5 separate regions of the Mus musculus genome follow, and all the other regions are linked to region 2. The links are chromatin contacts, called in public promoter capture Hi-C maps. All regions are on one chromosome and are shown on one strand. The core of a region is the stretch at or near the end of the contact, and the rest is flanking DNA. Distances in the headings are between cores, read along the strand shown. Region 1 overlaps Tmem131 (transmembrane protein 131). Region 2 holds the start of 4930556I23Rik (a long non-coding RNA gene). Region 3 has its middle 24 kb from the start of Zap70. Region 4 overlaps Tmem131 (transmembrane protein 131). Region 5 holds the start of Zap70 (zeta-chain (TCR) associated protein kinase).

Evidence for each region. Promoter capture Hi-C pulls out the DNA fragments that hold promoters and counts their contacts.
Region 1: a promoter capture Hi-C map of HPC-7-derived erythroid cells shows a contact between it and region 2, with 7 times the contacts expected there. The contact joins the enhancer-like site here to the promoter of 4930556I23Rik in region 2. A contact is called at or near these places in 10 of 39 promoter capture datasets (the 3T3-L1 cell line, 3T3-L1-derived adipocytes, HPC-7-derived erythroid cells and 7 more) and 1 of 115 datasets of contacts at active chromatin or transcription factors (large pre-B cells).
Region 3: a contact with region 2 is called in a promoter capture Hi-C map of hippocampal neurons, with 5 times the contacts expected there. The contact joins the enhancer-like site here to the promoter of 4930556I23Rik in region 2. A contact is called at or near these places in 10 of 39 promoter capture datasets (HPC-7-derived erythroid cells, cranial neural crest, embryonic stem cells and 7 more), 4 of 484 Hi-C or Micro-C datasets (cerebellum, cerebral cortex, embryonic stem cells and 1 more) and 2 of 115 datasets of contacts at active chromatin or transcription factors (forebrain and large pre-B cells).
Region 4: a contact with region 2 is called in a promoter capture Hi-C map of frontonasal cranial neural crest, with 3 times the contacts expected there. The contact joins the enhancer-like site here to the promoter of 4930556I23Rik in region 2. A contact is called at or near these places in 8 of 39 promoter capture datasets (the 3T3-L1 cell line, the C10 cell line, cranial neural crest and 4 more).
Region 5: a contact with region 2 is called in a promoter capture Hi-C map of pre-B cells. The contact joins the promoter of Zap70 here to the promoter of 4930556I23Rik in region 2. A contact is called at or near these places in 7 of 39 promoter capture datasets (the 3T3-L1 cell line, HPC-7-derived erythroid cells, embryonic stem cells and 3 more), 2 of 484 Hi-C or Micro-C datasets (embryonic stem cells and pancreatic cancer cells), 6 of 115 datasets of contacts at active chromatin or transcription factors (embryonic stem cells, large pre-B cells, memory CD8 T cells and 2 more) and 1 of 9 other capture datasets (embryonic stem cells).

The regions. Positions count from the first base shown.
Region 1 is chr1:36,799,693-36,804,304 of GRCm38.p6, forward strand. Tmem131 (transmembrane protein 131) reads right to left here. Exons shown (of 41, transcript NM_018872.2): 33 at 2,133-2,260. Among named protein-coding and RNA genes, the nearest start is that of Zap70, 40 kb to the left of the region's middle. Within about 2 kb of position 2,304, at least 17 of the 459 cell types and tissues checked have an H3K27ac peak or open chromatin away from gene starts, as enhancers often do. A contact at or near this core is called in pre-B cells, where this site is marked.
Region 2 is chr1:37,612,792-37,617,274 of GRCm38.p6, forward strand. It overlaps 4930556I23Rik (a long non-coding RNA gene), which reads left to right and starts at 1,716. Exons shown (of 2, transcript XR_373329.1): 1 at 1,716-1,776; 2 at 2,108-2,582. Cracdl (capping protein inhibiting regulator of actin like) reads right to left here. Exons shown (of 10, transcript NM_028096.1): 8 at 1,690-1,877; 9 at 546-690.
Region 3 is chr1:36,783,880-36,788,595 of GRCm38.p6, forward strand. No RefSeq gene overlaps it. Among named protein-coding and RNA genes, the nearest start is that of Zap70, 24 kb to the left of the region's middle. Within about 2 kb of position 1,487, at least 50 of the 459 cell types and tissues checked have an H3K27ac peak or open chromatin away from gene starts, as enhancers often do. A contact at or near this core is called in cerebellum, cerebral cortex, forebrain and 2 more, where this site is marked.
Region 4 is chr1:36,885,993-36,890,854 of GRCm38.p6, forward strand. Tmem131 (transmembrane protein 131) reads right to left here. Exons shown (of 41, transcript NM_018872.2): 2 at 3,272-3,333. Among named protein-coding and RNA genes, the nearest start is that of Tmem131, 51 kb to the right of the region's middle. Within about 2 kb of position 3,214, at least 8 of the 459 cell types and tissues checked have an H3K27ac peak or open chromatin away from gene starts, as enhancers often do.
Region 5 is chr1:36,759,151-36,763,990 of GRCm38.p6, forward strand. It overlaps Zap70 (zeta-chain (TCR) associated protein kinase), which reads left to right and starts at 2,648. Exons shown (of 13, transcript NM_009539.3): 1 at 2,648-2,792.

The DNA.
Region 1 (4,612 bases), core at 1,054-3,553, 810 kb before region 2:
TACGACCGAGCCTTTCCAGTACCACACCGTGCTCCTGAATGTATTTTCCAACAGAAATTCTGACATGGGTGGGAGTCAAGTTCTAGCCCCGTAGAGAGAGCATCAGCTCAAGCAATGCCGCAGGGCAGGACAGAGGTGCTCTTCACAGCGCAGGTTCTGTGATGCCCATCAAGGTGAAGTCAGGCCTTGAGAAGGCTGCCGACGGCAGGACGGCTGACAGTCTGCTTGCTGGGACAGGTCAGAAAGTCTGTACAAATCTATTTTCTTCCTTTCCAGTGCTGGGTGGTAAATCTGGGGCTTTGTATACGCCAGTCAGGTTCTTTCCCACTGAGCATGCTCTTTATTTTGAGACAGGCCTACTGAGTTGCACTGGTGCAGCTCATGCTAGCCCTTGAGTTTTTGATCCTCTTCAGCCTTTGAATTAAAAAAAAAAAAAAAAAAAAAAAACAGCCCACCATAGCCAGCCTTGAACAGGCATTTTTTGAGCTGTGCCTCTCAAATGTCCTTAAGTATGCTTCCTGCACCCGAGCTTATGTGTGTGACGTCAGCACATCCCTCAGACCCCGCGTGTCACATCAGCACAACCCACCTTGCTCGGCTGTTCAAGCTCTTTCTGTACCCCTCGAGCCCCTAGTTCTCATTTCTAGGCTGCTAATTTCTGCTAGGTTCAAGGTCAAAAATAAACCACTGTACTCGTTCACAGTAGAGTTCAAACATCAAAATAGCTCCAGATTTTTAGACCCAGTAGCCCCCAAATCACCATGGCTCTTCCACTCCTTGTTAGACCAAGAAAATAAGGAAGGCCAAGTGTGACTTCATGCAAGAGCACACACTGCAAAGACGCTTGTTTAGATTTTTTAGGGGGTGGGTCCAGCTTAGACTTTATAAGGGGGTGGGTCCAGCTTAGACTTTATAAGGGGGTGGGTCCAAAGCAGTGTAATAAACAAACTGGAACAACAACAAAAAGCCCCACCCGCCCCTAAAACAAACAAAAACTCCAAGAATGCCATTTATGGGCAGTGTTACACAATTTTCTGTTCTTCTACTTCTGGCTGGCAGGGTTAGTTTAAAATTCCATATTCTAAAAATGGCAGAAGACTCCTAAAACACAGACACTCAACCTTCTGGTAGAGGCTGTGTGAGCTATTTTTAGGTAAGTTATCTGTAACTGTGGGGGTGTCTATTTTACAAAGTTTAACTTTGCCACTGTAAAATTAATTGGCTTTAAAGTAAAAAAGGTGCCAGACTATTTTATTTTTTGCTAATTCAATATTCCTAAATTAAGCCAGATGGTTTCCCAAAAAAAAAAAAAAAAAAAAAATTTAGAGCTTTTAAATAAAATGGACAACAGCCCACTGACTTGAAATGATTCCATCATCAAGGGTGAGAGAGGTTCAGATGCCAGCTTGGTCTTGGCTCATGTCTTGCACCCTGGAGGCTCTTTCTGGGGTCCAGGGAGGTAACAATGATAAGAGAACCCCCATCCTTCTCGCCTCACCTCCCCATCTGCCATGAACCATCACCTCCACAATGCTAACCCTGACATCAGCTCAGTAGGAAGATGCTAGCCCAGCTTATGAAAATACGAAGAACTCTTAGTCAACAACCCATTAGCTCAACACATCCTTTTTCTTGGGAAGCAGTCCACAGAAAGCCTCCTTATGGGGCCTGCCTGAATTCTGCCCTGTGGGTACTAGACTTCTTCCATGGTAGGCTTGTCTCATTGGGGACACCATCCCAGAACATGATTCAGGCAAGAATAACTCTTCCAAGGTTTACAGCACAGAATTCTAGATCCCAACTGCATCCCTGGTTTGTGACACTGCAGACGCCAAGCTCTTGAGAAAAGTTAGCTCCTTTACCAGTGGGTGACCCGTCAAGGTTACTTCTGTCCACAGGGTAGGTACTGTGGGTCTGTATTAAACCAAGCCTTCACAACAGACTGCTAACCCTACCCTCACATGCCTGGCATCAGAAGCAGGTGCAAACCCCTAAGCATCCACCTGACTAGTAGACATTAGACACGAGAGGCCTAGTGGAACAGCAGTGCATGGCTTCTGCTGCTCACACCCTCCCTTAGAGAAGTGACTGGAGCAATGCCTGGCTCCCACCAACAACCCCACGATACTTACCTGCCTTTCACATCTGTTGGGATTTCTTTCTTAGCGTTTAAGAGCTTTTTGCTCTTGGGCTTCCCTTGAGACAGTTCACTTTCCTGTTTTTCAGGCACGGCTGGTCTCCCCTTGTGCTTCTCTGTATCCTGTAAAGACACAGATGCAGGTGCTCAGAAGGATTAGCAAGATGATGGAAATGAAACCATAACCCAAGACACAGCCATACACGGCAGCCTGAGGAATGACAGAGCCCCACTGCAGAGCTCCTTGCTGGCCTGTAGCTTTCTGTGTAAATCAGGCTTGGCCTTGAAATCCATGTTCACACGTCTGGGCTGCCTGAATGCTGGGTTTACAGGTGTATACAGTACGATGCTGTCCGCATAAACTCCCTTCTTGAAATCTGTTGAACCTCTATCAATGTTTTAGCTGTTTTTAACTTAGTGTAATCGTCTTTTGATGAGTCTTAAGTGTAAAGTCATTCAGATTACATTTATGTGCAGTGGGCAGTGGCAGCATCAATTAGTAGCTTCTTACTAAAGTACCGTGAGTAAAACCTGGTCTCTACTTATAAGACTGATCCAGTAGAGGTTATACGGCTGTATGTATGTATGTCTCAGTACTCTCCCCACAGTGCTGTGTGTATGTATGTCTCAGTACTCTTCCCAGTGCTGTGTGTATGTATGTCTCAGTACTCTTCCCCGTGCTGTGTGTATGTATGTCTCAGTACTCTTCCCCGTGCTGTGGGTATGTATGTCTCAGTACTCTTCCCCGTGCTGTGGGTATGTATGTCTCAGTACTCTCCCCGTGCTGTGGGTATGTATGTCTCAGTACTCTCCCCGTGCTGTGGGTATGTATGTCTCAGTACTCTCCCCGTGCTGTGGGTATGTATGTCTCAGTACTCTCCCCGTGCTGTGGGTATGTATGTCTCAGTACTCTCCCCGTGCTGTGGGTATGTATGTCTCAGTACTCTCCCCGTGCTGTGGGTATGTATGTCTCAGTACTCTCCCCGTGCTGTGGGTATATGTCTCAGTACTCTCCCCGTGCTGTGGGTATATGTCTCAGTACTCTCCCCGTGCTGTGGGTATATGTCTCAGTACTCTCCCCGTGCTGTGGGTATGTATGTCTCAGTACTCTCCCCGTGCTGTGGGTATGTATGTCTCAGTACTCTCCCCGTGCTGTGGGTATGTATGTCTCAGTACTCTCCCCGTGCTGTGGGTATATGTCTCAGTACTCTCCCCGTGCTGTGGGTATATGTCTCAGTACCGGCTTGCCAGAAGATGCTATACTTCTCTAGTCATTTGCTAAAATGGGAACTAAGTCCAATGCTCCAGCACAAGTTACAAATGAAATGGGATTAGACAGGGCACCAGGCCAACTGCAAGGCACTGCAAAGGGACAGTGGGACATGCGCATCCTATGTGAAACATGAAATCACCCAGGGAACAGAGCCGGGACTGCTTGTGAACTGATTTTTTAGGCCGTTAGATGGAGACCAGAAGCCAGATTCTGATCCGCAGTGTAGATCTGAACACACTCACCTAAAACAAGAACGAGTTGGAGCCTGCCTTTCCACTCAGCACTTACAAGCCACACTGCTGGACACGTGCACGGGGGGGGGGGGGGGGGTGGGGGTGTGGTGGTGGGGGGGTGGGGTGTGGTGGTGGCATGCTGGGCTCTGCTGCACTATTCTGAATGGTATGTCACTGCTGGATGCTGACCTCATGTGCTCATGTATCCTAGGCTGGGCTCTGGTTCCAGTGACCACTAACGGCATCTTGAACCTACTCTGTAGTGACAGTTTTGAGAATTCTTATATTCCAGTTTCTTTAAAAAAGAATGTTTTAAAATAAGAATGTTTCTGTTTTAACTCTAGGTGTAAGGTTGAAGGGCTGCTCGGACTGTCCATAGCAGCTGACCGTGATTTGCCTTGTGCCCTAGAAGAAGTATGGTTTTCCAGATGCAAATAATTTCTGTGATTGTATGGTGTTTGGAATTCCAGGAACTTTTCAGAGGGAACATAAATTCGAAGGCCCCGAGAGGTGGGTTGGGTGGTTACTGGTCGTTTAGTGAGGTTTGGTTGTGGTTTGTTAGTGGCCATGTTCAAAGAAGAAACAAAAGGAAAGAAATTAGGCTCAGAGATCTCTTTCTCCTCTATCCTTGTTTTTCTCTTATCTAGTGTTAGGGGGTAAAATGGGGATGAGGGGTGAGGGTTGGACAAAGGGTGGAAAAAAGAAGAACCCAAAAAGTAGCAAAGACGAGTTACATGACTCCCTCTGGGAGAGCCACTGTTGCCCCTGCCTTGGGGGTGGGCTGTTACTGAGCCCTGTTCCCAGCATTACTAGACAGTGAATAGGTCCAGTTCCTTCTCCTCTTTGACATTTACAGCCACGAACAGACTTCATGAGGTAGTGTGATGCTAATTACCCTGCTGCTCGCTAACTTTAGCAGCGGTTCAGTTTCTAATATTTCTAAATGCTCTTCTCAGGGGTGGGGGTGGG
Region 2 (4,483 bases), core at 466-2,965:
GGGAGAGTATGTGATTAGTGTGCAGGAGACTCCGGGCTCATCCACCATTTGAGGTGACAAATACCACCTCCCGGAGCTCAGAATTGCATTCAAAACCAGCAGAGACAGGGACCTGTGTTTTATGATTTCACATTCCCAAAAAGGGATATCTCACAGAGACACAAAGTAGGTTAGTGCTTACCTACCCCCAGGGTAGGGAATGTGACAAGTAGGTTTCCTTCCAGTGTGAGGGGGATGTTCTATTCTTAGATTGCTACCAGGGTGGTGGGACTCCGCAAATACACATAATCTCACCGTTAAATACATCCACTGAAATGCACACTGGATATGGGTGACCGTTATCTCATGTAAATTCCTTCTCAAAAAAAGGGGGGGGGGACTACATTAAAAAAACACTGCTCAACATGGCAAAATGATTCAATAACACAAACTCCAATCATAGGAAGAAATATATATATGTGTGTGTGTATGTGTAAATATATATATCTGTGTGCGCGTGCATGAGTGTGTGCCAAAGTATTTGGAAATAAAAGCCAGTCTCATACCCAAGTTCTGATGGGACAGTGAGATTCCTCTCTGTAGCCCTTCCTTGAGGTTCAGTTTTGACCCCTGCCTCTGGGTCACAGCAGGCTTTGCAGGGGTCATCAGGAAAGATTTGCTCCGGACGAAGTCACCCTGCTTCACAGACTCCTACGGAGACACAAAATGACAGGTGCTGCCCAAGGATAACAGACTCAGAGTGGGTAAATACTCCAAGTGTCTTAGCTACAAAATGTCTCTTCCAAGATGCACCCTGCTGCTGGCACTTTCTGGAAAGGGGCTCTGTGCACCGGCATCACCCACCAAAATGCCAGAGCTGACTTGTGCCAGCCTCCTGCAGCCCACGTGTGCATGGTGGCTCCTTGCTTGCCTGGACAGCCCAGTCTCAGCCCCAGATGGTATAGAGCGAGGACTCTATGTGAAAGCCGTAGGGAATGGTTTTATGATACACACTATATGGCAGCAGCTGAAATGGGCTAACATTTCGCACTGTAATTTCCCCTCCTCAATGCTACATACAGGTCTTCAGCTGTGTAGACACAACTGAGGATTGCATTAGCAGGAAGGGAAGCAGGTCCTATTGCAGCGCAGGCTCCCTTTCCTAGACAGCAGAACCCCATTTATTGTACTGGTTAGCAGAGGGTGCATCAGCACAGTTGTTGGGGTTGGTGAGAGCTGTTTTCAGTTGAATACAACATGCAACTCCAGGTTTTGGCTGTGCAGCCCCAGGTGAGGGAAAAGGGAAGCCAGCAGGCAGCAGCCAGAGCAGGCTTCATTTATCATCACACAAGGGGCTGAGGTGGAGCTGGTGACCATATTAGCGTGTGTCTGAAGGGAGCCGTTGTTTTAACTGTCTTCAATTTTTTTCCAGAGGCTGAGCTGCGTTGCCTAGGAGGCCAGAGCAGCCTCGGGCGCCACTGCATTTCTACCAGCCCACACAGGCAAAGAGGCAGCTAGCTCCATCACGGGGTCCACAAGCTGACGTACTGCCTTTGCGCATGTCAGCCATCACGGTAGGCACGGCATCTCTGTGATGTTCATGCAGGACCTCTGTGAGCACAGCGGTACCTGCTCCCACCACACCCTCACAAGATCGCTGCCCTCCTCACCCCACCCCCACCCCGAACGCCACAGAAAAAGAGTGGTAACCTGGGCTCTCTCGGCCACCTTGGCTTGCTTCCCAGTTTCTGTCTTTAGGATCCTCGACCCAGGTTTCTCTTCCTGGTTGACGGGCAGGTCTGGGGCTCCTCTTCTCTTCTGCCGGGCCATGGTGATCCAGGGTGGGGTGGGTTGCCCATCAGCCCCAGGACCTGTAGCCGCAGGAGGCTGACCCTTTTCTGTGATAAAGGCCAAGAAGGAGCAATGTTAGGCAGATAGTCCCACTCTCCCCTTCAGTCCCACCCACAGCTTCTCTCCCATACAAGGTGTGTTATATTGCTTTGCTTGGTTCAGGGGGCTGAGGAGTGGTAGGATTGAGGAGTAGAGTCTCAGAGAGACCCCCACTTCCCATTCCCCCCTGAGCCAAAGCCTCTCTTCAGCAAACTTCATTTTTTTTTTTCTTCTATAGATGTCTCAAATAGATTACCTCCTCTGGTCTGAGCCGCCAAAACCACAAGATGCAGCTGCCACCCCAACCTGTGCACTTTGGAGCTAATTTCTACCAGGGCCTTCTCTCTGGGAGGAGCTGGAATGTATGCACAGATAGGATGCCTTTGATAAGAGTCTACATTTGGGACCAGCCACCCGCCCCCACTCCGGATTTACTTGACGCGCTAAAAACATTCCCTTTGTGGGACGTGATGCCATTTCTACAACCATCTGTCTTCACCTGACACAGGAAGTTGGGGCCTGCATGGTTAACACCGGCTGTTTTTCTTCTCCTGCTCTACATTCTTTTAAAGGGCCCTCTTTGCCCTCTCCTGCCATTTCTTCACTTAGTGACCAGGAGCTCCCGCAGAACTCTTCCTGTGTCTCACCCTCACTCCCATCCCTATCCCAGAGGCAGCTACTCTCTTCGAAACAGACGGAACATTTTCTCAGGGTTTGAACTTTATTTTCTTGGCTAACAACATATTCCTCGAACAGTTCTGATAAGATTAAATTCACAACCCGAGGAACTTGCCATTCCAGTTTGAAATCAGAGCAGAGAAGTAGCTTGTTGAAGGCCAGGCCAGCCTCTCTCACCTCCTCAAAGCTCAGTGCTGGGTACTGAGCACTCTGTCACCTCTTAGCCCAAAGGCACAAGACATAGTTCTGGTAAATTCTTTATAACCTGCACTTGGATAATTTCATCTGAGCCAAAAGATACATTTTTAAAATGAGCATAAAGAGGGCTGGGGGGCCCAGGGAGGAGGGCTGGGGGGCCCAGGGAGGAGGGCTGGGGGGCCCAGGGAGGAGTGCCGGCTGCTCTGCCTGAGCACCTGAGGTTGAGTCCCAGCATCCACATGTGGCTCACAACCATCTGTAACTCTGGTTCCTCGGGTCACGCTGCCTTCTTTGGCATCGGTAGGTAGACACACGGTGCACAAACACTTGTACACGTAGAGTTAAAAACATTCAAACGAGCAGAAAAGTTATATGAGACTGCCTCTAAGGTGGTTTGGCAAGAAGGGACCCCCAGGGGAGGGTGGGGCTCTGGGGACTGCTCAAGTGGCAATGTTTCCAACTGCACTGATGTATGCCCATGTACCTACGTTCACATGCTGACCCTGGGAGTGGGTGAACCCTGCAACTGCACTAGGCTGTGCCAGGAGGTGACCTACAGGCAACTTCATGGAGCACTGGCCTGAGCAAGTGACCAAGACCTCTTAGCAGCCATTTCTTTCCTGTTTGGTTCCTGTATTTCCCCACACTTGGACACATCTCACAATATCAAGCCTCAGAGATGTTGCACCTCTGTCCCAAGTAAAGTATGGGCAGAGTCGGGTGACAGTCATTCTGCTCTGTGACACAGGCCTGAGTGGTTTCTGTGACTTGCACCCTTATCCTCTGCCACACTGGAACCCACGGCTCTGCGTCTGTGCTCCATCTGGGCTAGGGAGGGCTAGGGCTAGAGAGAGGAATGAAGACGGGCAGTGGGCAGTCTATGGCGGCCTTGAGGGGGCGGGCAAACAGGTTGTCAGTGACCCCTTAAAGCATTAACTCTCAGGGCCAAGGTTGAAACATAAAATCTCTTCTGCGATTAGATCTGCTCAAAAGGTCAGCTCTAGGGCACGGCAGATGTGGCAAATAAAGCCACTCCTTTGTTTATATTCCGGCCTCAATAGACAGACCTGAGTCTCCTGGGGATCTGGTTTAAAGATTTCTGACATCTCAGCCCCTCCTCCGGAATAATAAGGGCTTTAGGTTGTCAAGTGTACCCAGGTCTGCAGCCAACACCTGCAGAGCTCGACAAGTCTCTCACTGAACAGCAGACACCACGTGTTGGAATGTATGAGATCCCTTTGCTGAGAGTTTGAGAAAAAGCTGGCTCCCCACACCTGCCTGGGAAGGGAGCAATCTAATCTGCCTTAGAACAAACCCAGACTAACACTTCCAGATGGCAAGGGCCTCAGGTGTGGGGAGCTGGAGAGCCACACAGCTGGGCCCTAACAACCCCATTGCACAGGCAAGTGACTTCTGATCAGAAGAAACTATCACTTTGTTAGTTACTGAGAGGAGTCCATCAAAGGAACAAAACCCCTCCCTCCTCAGTAGCGTAGTCTCTTCCCTCAAGCTCTATTTGGGAAAATACTGTAAAGCACTGATCTTCAACACAGCCTGTCCTGGGGCTGGGTTTCAGGCCTCAGGCTAGCCGTGTGCTCCTGGGCAGACCCCGTGTAAATGCAGGTGTAAAAATCCCAGAAGACAACCTGCTATCTATGCCAGATGTTTGTAAAGATTCAGTGACGTCATCCTCCTCCAAGCCCCAGCACAGTGCCTGGCACCTGCCAGCTGTTCTCCA
Region 3 (4,716 bases), core at 237-2,736, 830 kb before region 2:
CGTCTCAGGAGTGAATTGTACATGCTTTCAGGTGTCTGGGAAGGCCAAAGGAGCTGGAATTTCCTGGGATTGTGATGTCTGACACAGGTGCTGGGAATCGAACTTGGTTCCTCTAGAAAGGCAGTAAGCACCCTTGAGTGCTGAGTACTTCCCTACTCTGCCTCATTTTGTGTTGAAGATTTACTGACGGGGCTGAGATGAGGAGGTTATAAGTTGCAGGCGAGCCTGGGTTCCATAATGAGATCCTATATCAACAGCACACACTCCAAACAGGCAAAAAACAAACAAAACAAAACAAAAAAAAACTCAAAAAACCAGAACAAAACCAAGCGAAAACCCCTTAGCAGTGCCTTGAGAATAGGGAGATATGCGTTTTTCATTAGAAGGTGACGTTACTACTGCATATGTAAGCTGTATTACTAATTCATAGACAATATTAAAACTTAAACAGTCTTTAATCTCTTTAAAACTAATAAGTTGATCAAGAAAGAAATTTCCTCAGTGGTAGGATTTTGTGGCTGCTGGAAATGGTTTCTTTTGCAAATATTTCAGTTGCATTAAAATTCACTTGTTATTGGATAATTATATATTTTAATTAATTAATTAGTTTAATGCATGTGAGTACACTGTCGCTGTCTTCAGACCAGAAGTGGCATCAGAGCCCATTACAGACAGTTGTGAGCCACCATGTGGTTGCTGGGAATTGAACTCAGGACCTCTGGAAGAGCAGTCAGTGCTCTTACCCGCTGAGCCATCTCTCCAGCCCAATGACACATATTATTGCACAAACGTTTAAGAAAATAAATACGTTTTTGTTTTTATTTATTTTATCGTCTGCATCACTAATTGGTTTGGTATTAAAACATCCACGTGGGTATCTAGTACACTGGGAAAGGCTTGGCAATGACGGAATCCTCTGAAGAGGTTGTAGTTCTAAAACAATGCCACAAGGTGGCGCCACAGTAAAAGCAAAGGTGGGCTCAGTTCCTGGCACAGGGCGCTCACCTGTCCTTATTCTGGCAGCTTCTGGCTAGGGAACAGAATCCAGACTCGCCTCTGATCTTCAGCCGTCAGTTCCGCCGCCTGCAGAGGGTTCACTCCAGGCCGGTTTGCAGGATGCTTCTTGCCAGCCTCTGGGACCCGGGCTCCGCACCCTCTCGCAGAATACATCCAGGCTCTTGCGCCTTTGTATTTTAGCGTAGCCCTCTGCTTTAGTGTGGCACGCTTTTTTGCTGTTTATAGATTTAGCCCCAGTTGCCCCGGGGGCAGGTTGTTTAGCCCTCCCGTGCCTCAGTTTCTCTATGGGCGCGTCGACTGAAAAGGGAAAGTAAATGTAGAAAAACCAGTGGGAAGATCTCAAAGGTACCGGGAACTACAAGGACGCTTAAAGCCCTGACGCTTGAACCTGGCTTTAGAGAGAAACCCTCCCATTTTCTCTGCCACCAGCAGCCAGGAGGAGGGGGAGGGGCAGCAGCAGCCTAGGAAAAGCGCAGAAGAATGGTTCAGAGTAAGGACTGAGCCCACCGCCGCCCCACGAGGCTGTACGGAGGGACATCTTTCTTTGTTCCTTTCCAGTATCATCTGCTCCTGCAGCCCCGTCCCTCGGTCTCACAGACTTCTCTTAACCACAGGTTCTGCTTTGCCTGTGGATGTCGCCCCTGATCCAGCAAGACCACGACATTCTGTAGCTGATGGCTCCTGCCTTGTACTCGCAGCCTTTACATGTCCGGAGAAGAAACGACTGCGTGACTCAGTCACCATTCAGTTTCGTGGCTTTATTTTTGCACCTGTAAATGTTTTGCCTGCACGTACGTCGGTGCATCCCATGCGTGCTTGTGACTATAGAGGTCAGAAGAGGGTGTCAGGTCCCCTGGAGCTAGGGGTATGGATGGTCGTTGGCCACCTTTCAAGTGCTGGGAACAGAACTTACTCCGCCTGCTCCCCAGCCCCCTCCCCCGCCCCCGTTTTCGTTTATTTGTTTTTGAGCCGGGGTCTCCTGAAGTCCGGGATAGCCTAAAAGTCTGTGTAGCTAGAGGCGACCTTGAACTTCTGTTCCTCTTGGCCTCCACTTCCTGTGGTGGGATTACAGGCAGGGGCCAGCATTCTTAGTTTTATGGGGTGCAGGGGAATGAACCCCAAGTTTTGCACGTACTAGGTAAGCTCTCCCCCAGCTTGCTCAGTTTCTGGCTCAAGCTGGCCTTCAACTCATGCGCTGTCTGCCTCAGCCTCCCGAGTGGGTCCCCAGTCTGCACTGCCCATTAGGCTCACTGTTGGGATCCCACAGCCTATAGGGATGGGACAGGGCCTCAGACCAAGTGGGTTTGGAGGTGGCATGGCTTTAGGGACAGCTATTTTGGACTTGGGCTCTGGGGGAAACTGGGGACTTATGTCTGTAGCACCTGTTAAGCTGAGAGTCTGAACTGGGTGGAGCCAGCTGATGAATAGATACGGTGGGCGATCTGCAGGCCCCACGGCTCAGGACTCTGGTGGCTGATTTGTGGGGGGTGTAGGGCTGGGTGGTGACATGTCTCACCATGTGAGCTTCTGGCATCTCCTCCTCCACTGGGTCTCCACAAGCACACACACATGAACATGCATATACCACACATGTACCACACACATGAGAAACGCGTCTATTTTTGATGTTGTATATGCATGTCAGTGTGGATTTGCGCACTTGAATGCAGTGCCCAGGGAGGCCAGACGAGGGCGCTAGAGCCCCTGGAGCTGAAGTTAAAGGTGGTTGTGAGCCACCAGATATGGGTGTCAGGAATTGAACTCCAGTTCTCTGCAAGAACATGCTGCTAACTGCTGAGCAGGCTCTTTAGCTTCTCAGAAGCACAGAGAGCAGGGCGAGGAGACGGTTCTTGGCAGTGATGAATACTGGAGAGAGAAAATGCATGAGCCTATTTCACCAGGCGATAAATGAGCCAAATTCATCCCGAACGGCTAGGGAGGATTATTTGGCCATAAAAGGAGTGAAATCTGGGCACCTGCTATAATATGTGAAACCTTGAAGCATCATTCGAAGTGAAGTAACCGGACCTTACTGGACGGGCCTTGTGCTCCCTTCACGTGGGTAGTCTGGGGCAGCCACAGAGTGGACTAGACAGAGTAGGGTAATGAATACTGACTTTCTGCTGGAGCCGACAGAGGACTTCTGGAGACAGACAACGCTTCATGCTTACACACAATAATAATAAGGCCGAACATTTTTAAAGATTTATTTATTTTCAGACACACCAGAAGAGGGCATCAGATTCCATTACAGATGGTTGTGAGCCACCTTGTGGTTGCTGGGAATTGAACTCAGGACCTCTGGAAGAACAGTCAGTGCTCTTAACCACTGAGCCATCTCTCCAACCCTTAGAGCTAAAAAAAGAATTTTCTTAGTTCTTTGTCTTCTTGGAAGTTCACAAGTATACTTCTTAAATTTCATATTTTATAGAATATTCTATTGATTTTATTATGATGATATTTTATTATAATACCTCAATATTTTATTAGACTATTTTCTTCCCTGTTACTTTTTTTAATTGCCCTTATAGCACCACAATGTTGGATCTTGTCAAATCAAAGCCAGAAATGACTTTTAAAGTATATTATTATTCTTTGGATGTTTCACACATGCATACAATATAAATTGATTTTATTGATGCTCCCCTCCCCCTTCAACTCTTCTGCCATCTCCTCATCCCACATTGCTCCCAATTGCATGTCGTCTTTGAATAAAATATTAACTTTACACCCAGAAATAAAAGAGAGATTACCACTGCGAATGCAGGAAGTATGAAGACTTCTAGCCAAGTGCATGTAGAAAAGAAACAGAAAACCATCAGGTGTGGCTTCGTTCACCTTATTCCAGAGGCATAAAGCTCCTTTAGAAACCCCTTATGGGTACTTTCTCTAGCTCCTCCATTGGGGGCCCTGTGTTCCATCCAATAGATGACTGTGAGCATCCACTTCTGTGTTTGCCAGGCACTGGCATAGCCTCACAAGAGACAGCTATATCAGGGTCCTTTCAGCCAAATCTTGCTGGTGTATGCAATAGTGTCTGCGTTTGGTGGCTGATTATGGGATGGATCCCCAGGTGGGGCAGTCTCTGGATAGTCCATCCTTTTGTCTTAGCTCCAAACTTTGTCTCTGTAACTCCTTCAGAGAGGCCCCTTGGTCTTGCAAACTTTATATGCCCCAGTACAGGGGAACACAGGGATAGCATTTGAAATGTAAATGAAGAAAATACCTAATAAAAAATTTGGGGGGGGGGGGGGGAAGAGAAAGCCCTGATGGGGCCGTCCCAGACTGTGGAGTCACCTCAGGGTTAATGGCCTGAGAGGGTCCCTATATTTCCTTCTAAGAGATGGCCTTTTTGAGATTTATTTTCTTGCACCAGATCTCCTGGGAACTGAAGTTGTAGAGGATTGTAAGCCACCGTGTGGGTGGTGGGACCTGAACCCAGGTCCTCTGCAGGAGCAGAAGGTGCTCACAACCAGCCCCGCAGTGCTTTTTCTGAGACAAGTCTCCCTGTGTAGCCTTGGTTGGTTGGAGACTCACAGAGATGAGTCCTCTGCCTCCTGATTGCTGAGATAAAGGCGTGCCCTGCCCTGCCCTGCCGCACCTGCCACTCAGCTGTATTATCTGCTGAGCTCTTCATTTCTAAGATTGCTATTTGTTTTATTTATTTCAGAATATATAATTTTATTGCTACTGTCTTTC
Region 4 (4,862 bases), core at 1,964-4,463, 730 kb before region 2:
AGACGGCTGCTTTTGTACCACAGTAACAGTAGATGAGTGGTTAAGTGGAGACTGCTAGCACCTGAACCCTCAGACAGCTAATGTCTGATCCTTACAGAACGATTGCTAACTTCTTGCTTAGATGGTAAAAAGCAGTATCATAGTGCCCCACTTCCAAAACCACTAAATCCCTACATACGGCAGCCTTTCCTACGACAGCATCATGTAACATATCTTCACATGAGACATAATGGAAATACTACTCCTGGTGGACTCAAATACTATCCTCTAATACTATCTAAGCAGTCAGAGTCAGGTGAGAATCCAGATGCTGGCTGTGCCCTCACTCCATACACAGTTGTGCACTTTGGCCACCTGTATTTCTGACAAATCAGCTATAAATGCAAGGCTGTCAATGATCCCCTGACTCTCTTATTCACCAGGACAGCTCACAGAGCTCAGAACAACACTCCACTGAAAATTTTCAGTTTGTTGCTAAAGGAATAGTGACCTGAACACAGATCTGTGGTGTCTGTCATCAGGACACTCACTTCCCTGCCATGTAGGTTCATCTACCAAGAACATAGCTCTGCTCTGGTGTGCAGAGCTTTGACTGGAGTCTCATTACAAAGATATACAAAAGGGGATTTCTGAAACAATGGGGAAAAAATGAGTACAACGCAGGCAGGTTTCAGATCACAGCAGGGCTCTGGTTATCCACTGCTGCAAAGTCAGGCCTCTGAAGCACAGTGGCTTAAGGCAGTTTACTACTACTGCCCATCCTGGGGCTGGTGAACCCCCAGTTGCTCGTTCTCATTCATGCCTTTGTGCTACATCTGTAGGAAGCGTCAGATGTGTTCATTGGTTGTCCATGAAGCTCATTCACAGGAGGGAGAGTGGTGCTGGCTGCGAGCTGGAAGCTTAGACGTGGCCTCTCTGTGCACATAGCCCATCACCATAGGAAAGGGGTGCCCTACAGGAATGATACATGCCAAGACTCAGGAGTAAGAAAGGTGTTAGTAGCTTCCTGTGATCTACCCCTTAGCACTAGTACAATGTTCTGCACACTGTACTTGTCAGGGTGCTATTACTATTTTGCACAGTATAACTGATTTAATTTCCCAGGGAGTTGTAATTCTCTCCAACCTGATCTTCAGATCGAGTGTAAGAACCACCCAGCACACACAGAGTTTACAGGTGCACATGGATAGCACAACATGGAAAGGTTATCAAGGACCATGTCTATCTAAGAGGAAGGAAATGAGAATCAAAACTTTCAAAAGTGTAGTTGCAAAGACAAACAGGCTCAGGACACCCAGAAAGCCAGCTCCAGCTCACACCAGCAGTCGACCAGGAGACACTGTCACTTCAGAGTAAGTGGGTAACAAAGTTCTGGAGGACACCCAGCAAAGGACATGAAACAACTGAACAGCAACAAGGGAGCTCTGCCCTCTGCCTCCACTGAAAGTTATTTTAGGAACTGTAGCTGTACCTAAGGAGAGCAGCCAAATAAAATTCTAAATTACGATCATCCATAGTGTGCTTGTGGATGGATGGATGAGCACATATGTGTGTGGAAGTGTACATGTATGTAGGCCGAGGGTCAGCCCTGGGTGTATTATTTCTAGGAAGTCATTCACTTGGTTTTTTGAGATAGTCTCTTCCCTGGACTTGAAGCTCACTGATGGGCTAGGCTGGCTGGCCAAGGAGCCCCAGGATCCTCTGTCTCTACTTCCCCAGCTCTGAGATTTTGCTCAGCTATGCTCAACTTCCTCACGTGGGTGCTGGGGATCTAACCTGGGTTCTGATGCTTGCTATGCAAGCACTTTATCAACTGAGCTATCTTTCCAACCACATAACCTGGTTCTTCAGCCAGACATAAGACATACTAAACAAAACAAAAAGCTGACAAGCTAAACTTCATGAATAAAGAAATTCTGTTTATTTGAAGTCACAATTATCTAAGTCAAAAGACCAACGCATCAAGTAAGAACAGTGACAGGATACAACAGAGACAGGAGGGGGCTTCTAGTGGGCTGTGCCAAGGTCTTTAAATATAAATCAAGAAATTCCCTCTGATGGGATTATAAATTGGAAAACTACTGTCACTGGCTTTTAAAAACAAAGACATAGATGGCTTGGCAGGAAAAGGCATCTACCGTCAGGCCCACTTGAACCACACAGCAGAAACAGCTCAAACCCCCACTGGTTGTCCTGACTTCCACAGACAGCCACACAAACATACATGCAGAACAAAATGTGAAAAACATTTCAGCTTTAGACACATAACCTATGCCATAAGAGGCAGTGCAGGTATGTAATCCCGCACCATGCCAGTGAAGGTCTCCACACCCGTGCTCACGGACATGGCCTTGGGCAAACACACACAAGAATTAAAGGGTCCACCCTTGAGAACAAGAATGGGGTTGGAGGAAGCACACGATAGACAGTTTCGGGTGAGAGCAACCAGAATGCACTGCTTACAGGGATGCAAATGTCAAAGAACAAATTTAATCTAAAAAGAAAAATCAGAAAGCTGAAATGGATATAAAGGCATATGTCTGTACTCCTACTACTCAGGAGGCTGAGGCAGGAGGATCCCAATCTTGGGGCATACTGGGCTATTAAAAGGAAGGAAGGAAGGAAGGAAGGAAGGAAGGAAGGAAGGAAGGACGGACGGACAAGACAAGGCCAGAAGACCAGACCCTTCTCAGCAAAGCCAATTGAGGCAGATGGCAGTGACAATGCCTTTCAGCTCTGCAGTTCTTGTTCTCTAGCTGACGAATGAATGAGTTGTCAGAGGATCTGAACTAGGCTTGAAAGAAAAGGCAGAGTATTACCAGACTCCACATTCTAATGTCATGCTTACTACAGTTAAAGATATAGCTTAGCATGGCAAGTGACAGCCAGCCAGACGAGACATAAACCTTGCACTGTGCACAGAAGTTCTTTTCTAGGTAAATGCTGAAGCTACACACACTGAGCCAGTGCTTCACTCAGCACTAACAACCAGAGAGCTCACAGACCCAACCTCATTTGACCTGGCTTTTTTTTTTTTTACATACCCTCACAGCCACAGGACACAAACTCTGACTTACTTACCTACAGCTTCCATACTACACAGGGAGTCCACTGTTTAGAAAAATGTTTACTCTAAAAAGTAATTCTAGTAGGAGGTTCATGCAATAACTCCACTGACTGTCTACAGTTCATAAAACATACTTCAGGAAAACCAGTTACACTGGTTTCCAAGGCAGGAAAGAAGAATAGTCATATTACTCAAGAGAATTACCTGTAGTAGCCCTCCGTCGTCAAAGCGCAGGACTTCTATTATGCTCTCCGACTGAATGAATGCTGTCAAGAAAACAAACCAAACATCACTGATAGGAACAGAAACCCAATTTCACCGTTTGCCTTGCAGTAAATACAATTTTACATTTTAATATATTGCTTACTGGGGAATGTAGACCAATGGTAGGTAGAGTAATTAGCATTTGTGAGGGCCCTGAGGTCAAGACTGGCATCCAGAACAAGCCAAGGAAACACTGCTTGTATGAGAGTAATGGTTACGAGGAAAATACAGCGAATGCTTCAGAACTTTAGCAACTCTGAAATGCTTTGCTATGTAGTCATGATCAATACTAAGACAGCTTCAATAACCCAGCTGTGCAAGGTGCCTTGAAAATACCTATCTACGCCTGCTGTTGTGAGAAAGGTGGAGTCAGATCATCCGGCTGCACATGATCCTGTTGTGTACAGGCATTTGTTTTCCACCTAAGCGATCATAGAGGCACTAGCAAACAAAGCTTACTCTACTGTAAGAAATGATGCACACTAAATAAGGCAGATGACTAAGGCACACAGTCTTGAGGGCAGACGCAAAGGCCAGTAGCTGTGGTGTACAATATGCCAATGATGATCTTAGCATGTAACAAAATCATCTGAAAGCTGTCCACAGGTGTGTGTGTGTGTGTATATATATATATATATGACATTCCTTATAGCAGTTTTATTCATAACCATTCTTTTATGCTGTGTTATAAATGTATGAAGGCAGCTTCCATAGGAGTTAGCGAGTCTGATGCCACTGTACTGTACACTGGAACTGAATGACTAAGTAAGATGTAAGCAAAGTATGTCAGTATATCAAAGTATGCTGGGCCAAGAGTTTACATAGAAGCAAAGGGTGGGAGAGGCTCAGCATAAAGTCGAGATAGACTAATTGCTACAAATAGAAACGCAGGTATGGGGCTGAAAAGATGGCTCAGCATTAAGAGAACTGGCTGTTCTTCCAGAGAACCCAGGCTGGATTTCCAGCACTCACATGGCAGCTAACAACCACCTGGATCTCCAGGTCTAGGGGGTCTGACACCCTCTTCTGGCCTCTGTATACACTGCATATATATATAGTGCCCAGACAAACATGCAAACACCCACACAGAAAGATAAAAACAAATCTTAAAACAACAAAACAAAACAACCCTAAGGGAGAGAGTGAGATGTGTATAGAGCTGTTAGAATAACGAAATATACTTCTTCCTCACTTAACCAGTGACCTCCCCAGCAGTAATGACCACATTTTCACCCACAGCCCACGTTCTGAGACTATTCCAATGGAATGAATTGGGGCTTCTAGAGAAATGCCCATTTCTAGGATTGGGATAAGACATACACAATAGGAGCAGAGCATCCTCAGAAAGTAGACAGTACTAAAACAAAAACAATACAACTATTTAAAACATGCTGATGAGAATCTGTACAGAGAAGTAACAGTTAACAGAGAGTCCCAAGTGACCAAGGCTAGAGCAGTCTAAGCAGTGGACCAAGTATCACAGGGCTGTAACCCAGCATAGAACACCCAAAACAAGGAAACTATACTAAAT
Region 5 (4,840 bases), core at 1,398-3,897, 850 kb before region 2:
GATAGGCTGATTGTGGCGTTAGACTCTGAGGTACTGGCAACTGCCACGGTGGTTTGAAGATTGCAGAAGGAGCCAGCCGTTTGAGAAGCGCTCAAGAAGGACACACAGCAAGCGGCTGCTGTGAGTGGAGCAATCGAGCAATCGAACAATCGAGCAATCGAACAATCGAGCAATCGGTTGATTCTCCTTAGACTCAGCTTGGGTTCATTTGCAAGGATGATGACCACTTTCAATTTTCCCAGCCTCCTACGTGGTGCTTGGCAGCTTTCCGTACCCCAGAGATTCCCCTGGAGAACGCAAGAGAATTCTGGGGCTGCACAGCATAAACCAGAATGTTTTACAGGCTGTGGTTCAGCTAATCCCACAATGTCTGGCTATGAACAGGAAGTCCAAGATGCCAGTAGCTGCCCAGTCCACAAGGCTGGGTGCCTCAGCTGGCCTTCAGTGTAAGTAGGCTCTAATGCCAGTGAAGGAATAGCCATGCTGGCAGGCTGAGGGCAAGCAGGCAAAGAGCCTGCTTCCATGTCCTTGTATCTAGGCTTCCAACAGAAGGTGTGGCCCAGACTAAAGGTTTGTCTTCCTGTCTCAAGATCCAAACCAAAGACTTGTGTGTGTCTTCCTATCTCAGAGGTCTGGACTAGAAGTAGATCCACCTTCTTCAACCCAAGCAAAAAAAAAACAAAAAACAACAAACAAACAAACAAACAACCCCCCCCCCCAAAAAAAAAAAGAAAACCAAAAAAACCTTACAGGTGTGCCCTCCATTTCTGGATTGTGGTTCATTCCAGATGTAGTCCAGTTGATAAGGATAGCTATCACAGGCAGAGTTTGTTTTCAGGCCTGTTTTAATATTCACAATGGCCCCAAGAGGTAGAAACGGATGAGGGATAGAAGGCATCCTAGCCAGGCCCAGAAGGAAAGTAGCTGAGTCACTGTGTGTGTGTGTGTGTGTGTGTGTGTGTGTGTGTGTGTATGTGTGTGAGTGAGTAGGGGCAGGGGGGTGTCAATCCAGGAGGGACCCTGGTGAAAGAGGTTGTCCTTGTGGCTGGGGCTGCAGGGCAGGTGGAGGTGGTGGTGTTGGCAATCGAGTTGACCTCTCTGGAAGGCTGAGGCTCCATCTCCTCCCCTCCCAGGGCACCTGCCATATTTTTCCCACTTGAGGTCTGATGTTCCTTTAGCTATGGAGCCAAACATGGCCTGCCTAGTTTCAGCTGCCTGCGCACTCGGGCCTCTCTGGCCAGTGTGAGGCAGAGGGAGGTTTCCTAGAGGAGGCCAGGTTGCTTCTCCTCAGAGGCACACCTGGAGGTGTTGGGGCACAGGTTCAATTTTTTTCCTAGGCTCTGAGTTCACAGTTTACTGGACACCCCCCCTCCCACCAGACGCGCTGAGTTCCCTAGCATCCGGTAGCCCTTCCCTCTGAAGTTCAAAGGACGTGCCTCCCTCTTGCCACCTCATGGGACAATGCTCCTATCTGTGGCGATCTGCATCCTCTCCTCAGTGAAGCAGACATACTGCGGGCTGCAGCTATGACACTGTTTCCAGTCGCAAGCTTCTGGACACGAAGTGGGACAGGAAGGGGCTTGTGGCTTGCTGAGACCAAGATGTCCCTTCTCTGAGCACTGGAGATTCCCACCTCGGAGGAGGAGAATGCCGCCCATTTCCCCCACCCCCAACCCCCATCCCCGGCCCCTGATGCTTTCAAGTAACTGGTGTGGCTCCCAGAGACCTTGGGGCAATGCACATTTCTAGTATGATCTAGATATGTGAAGTGGTCAAGGTGGTAGACCCTTGTGGGGCTGGACTAGAGTGTATGAGTGTCGGGGGACCCCGCCTACTTGTCCCAGCTCCAGAGCCAGTTCTTCCCAGAGCTCCTGTAGAATAACCCTGCCATCGTGGCTTTTTCTAGGTGAACACCAGCCTAGCTCTGGAGTCCCAGTGGGCTCACCCCTCCCTCACCCCAGCTTTAGAGCTTTAGAGCCTGCCTCTAGGGTTCCGGCAGAGGCCTGCCCCTGGATGCTTCCAAGAAATTGGGCACTGTACTGTCTAGATTTATATCAACTTGACACGTATTATAGTTATCTGAGAGGAAACCTCAATTGAGAAAACGCTTCTATAAGGTTGCGTTGTGGGCGTCTGATGGTGGGTGGAGCCATTCCCAGGCTGGTGGTCGTGGGTTCTAGAAGAAATCAGGCTGAGCAAGCCAGTAAGCAGCAGCCCTCCATGGCCTTCGCATCAGTTCCTGCCTCCAGCTTCCTGCTCTGTTTGAGTTCCTGCTCCAACATACTTCGATAATTAGCTGTGGAAGTATAAGCCAGGTAGACCCATTCCTCCCGAACTTGCTTTGGTCACTGTGTTAATCACAGTAATAGCAACCTTATCTAGGACAGGAACACATTGGGGACCCCTCCTTTCCAGAACTTGCCCTTCCCCCAACACTCCAGGTGCCCCCCTCAGGTGGGGGCTCACTGTGGGAAGCAGCCTTTGCCCCAATCCCTGGCTGCTACAATCCCCACCTTCCTCTTGTGTTCCCGACACCCTGCGGCTGGTACTGCGTGACCCCGGAAATGTGCTCTGCCCCGCCAGGAGCATGTGGCCTGTGATTTTCCTTCCACACAGCATTTTGTTGCTTTGACGTCAACTTCAAACACGGCTCTCTTTCCTGTCTTCGCATCAAGGAAATAGGCTGAGCTGCAAAGAAAGGTGCTGGTGAGAAAAAGTGCTCTGGGGACACCAGGCCTTCCGGCTGGGCCCTGCCGTACCCTGTGAGCTGTGATAGCCTCGAGGGTGTCCAGGTGAGTGGCCACCCTTTAGCCTTTGGTGGAGGGAGTGTGACTGGGTGTCACTCCCTTACTCTGATCTCTGTGTGAGGAGGGTGGGGTCCGCAGGGGCCTGAGGCTGGGCTTGGGTAGGCCCAAGTGGTAGGGACCTGAGACTTTGCAATCGGTGGAGCTAAGGGGCGCCCTTGGGGAAACAGGTCACCCGAGGGGTGCCGGTGTCTTTTTCTGGGTTCCTAGACTCCTGTTGGGTCGGCTCCTTGGCTTTAGAAAGCAGCACAGGCAGGCTGGTACAATAGGCCTGTGAGCTTGGACAACAGAATGTCAGTAGCTCTGGAGAGGGGCTCGAGTCAGGCTCCACTCGGAGTCAGGTCATGTTAAAGCAGGGGAAAGGAACTATCACTAGATCTCTGCTCCGTAGCTGTGTGCTCTTGACAGTTGTCTTGGCCTCTCTGAATCTGCATTTAAAAAACAGATACAGAGTTGGCTGCCTGTTAAATGCTTGCCTTGTTTGTTGGCCAAGAGGCTGGAAGAGGTATCTCAGACAGTGAGGCCTGGCAGAAAATAGCAGGGTTCCTGTGAACGGTCACAGTGACATTCATTGCTCTTGTCTTAGCTAGGACATCAAACACACAGTAGGTGTTTACTGAAGCCTTGCTGAAAGATTGGGGTCACCAAGTCCTAAGTTGGAAAATCGAAGGTGTCACCTGCTAAGGTTCCTCTGACAAACCCAAAGTTCACCTGACCTTCAGTTTTGCCTTTGCAACCCCCGCAGATGCTCTGGTGGGCCAGCAGCCTGGAGGGTGTTAAAGTTTACACTTTTTAGGGCCAGGGGCCTGGGTCCATTTAGATCTGCCTGCTCTTTATTGCTGTGTGACCTTGGGCAAGTCACCCCACCTCTCTGTGCTTTCACAGTTTCTGTATCTGACACCTCATTCAGTGTTCAGGGACATAGGTGCCATATAGTTAATAGGTTGTTAGGATGCTAATTGTTATCATTAGCTCTGGAGGGTCTCAGGCCCTGATCACAGATTCTGGAAACTTCCACGAGGCCTGCAGCATCTGAACCACCCTATACTGACCACCCCTGCTCAGGCCCAAGGACCACAGGAACGGGGTCATGCTGACCTAAAGCCAGCTGACGCCGCCTGTCCCCAGTGGGCACTAGTGTCTGGAGATGTTTTTGGTATTAACTTGGGCAATCCCGGCATGCAATGGGTAGATGTCAAGAATGCTGTCAAACACCCCTTCCCACGGCCCTTCCCTCACCATTCCTCTACTCTATGGGCACTGTCCTGGGTCGCCCCAATGTTTTCTACCTATCTTTTACTGTCCTATAGCTGGATATCTAGAGAGCAGAAGCTGCCTTGCTTAGGGGGGTCACGTCATTTCTAGAATCCAGTCAGTGGAGGCTGGGCTGGGGTTCTGACCATTCTGCGGGGTTGGAGGGACATTGCCCCATCAATTGACATATGCTCAGCGAGCTAGATTTAAGACCATCTCTGGCCCCCACCAGCCTCAAGGCCTTGGCAGTCCAAGTAGTTCGGCTGCAGTGTTGGGGTCTGCGGGGACATGGAGTCCCCGGGGACTTGGCTCAGAGCTCTACGGTCTCTTCTGCACCGTATTAGTTGGAAACATCAGTTTCTGTTGGGCCTGAGTGACTGTGGGTCAGGTTGCGTGCCTGGCATAGCTTCTCCGAGCCTCAGTTTCCCCAGATGAGGAATGGCAGTATCGGTCCCCAGGTGGCAACTGTGCTGAGGAGCAGGTTAAGTGGAGTAGATCCTAAAGGATGCCCCACAGCCTCGTAAGGAATCGCCGGCCTTGTTCTCTGTGTGGGAGGAAGCGGGGGCTAAGACAGAAAAGGGGCTGCTGTGGTCTGTGCCCGGAGGAGCCAGGCTCAGGGCAGTCATAGAAAGAGCAACAGACAGTGACCGTGAGGGCTGGGTTGTGGGAGGTGCGAGCTGAGGAAGGCTCCCCCTCCTAGGCACCTGATGCATCCTAGGAAGGATGGGGTAGGGGGGCATGGCAACATGAACTTTTCTAGCAGAGAGAGGCAGCTGGAATCC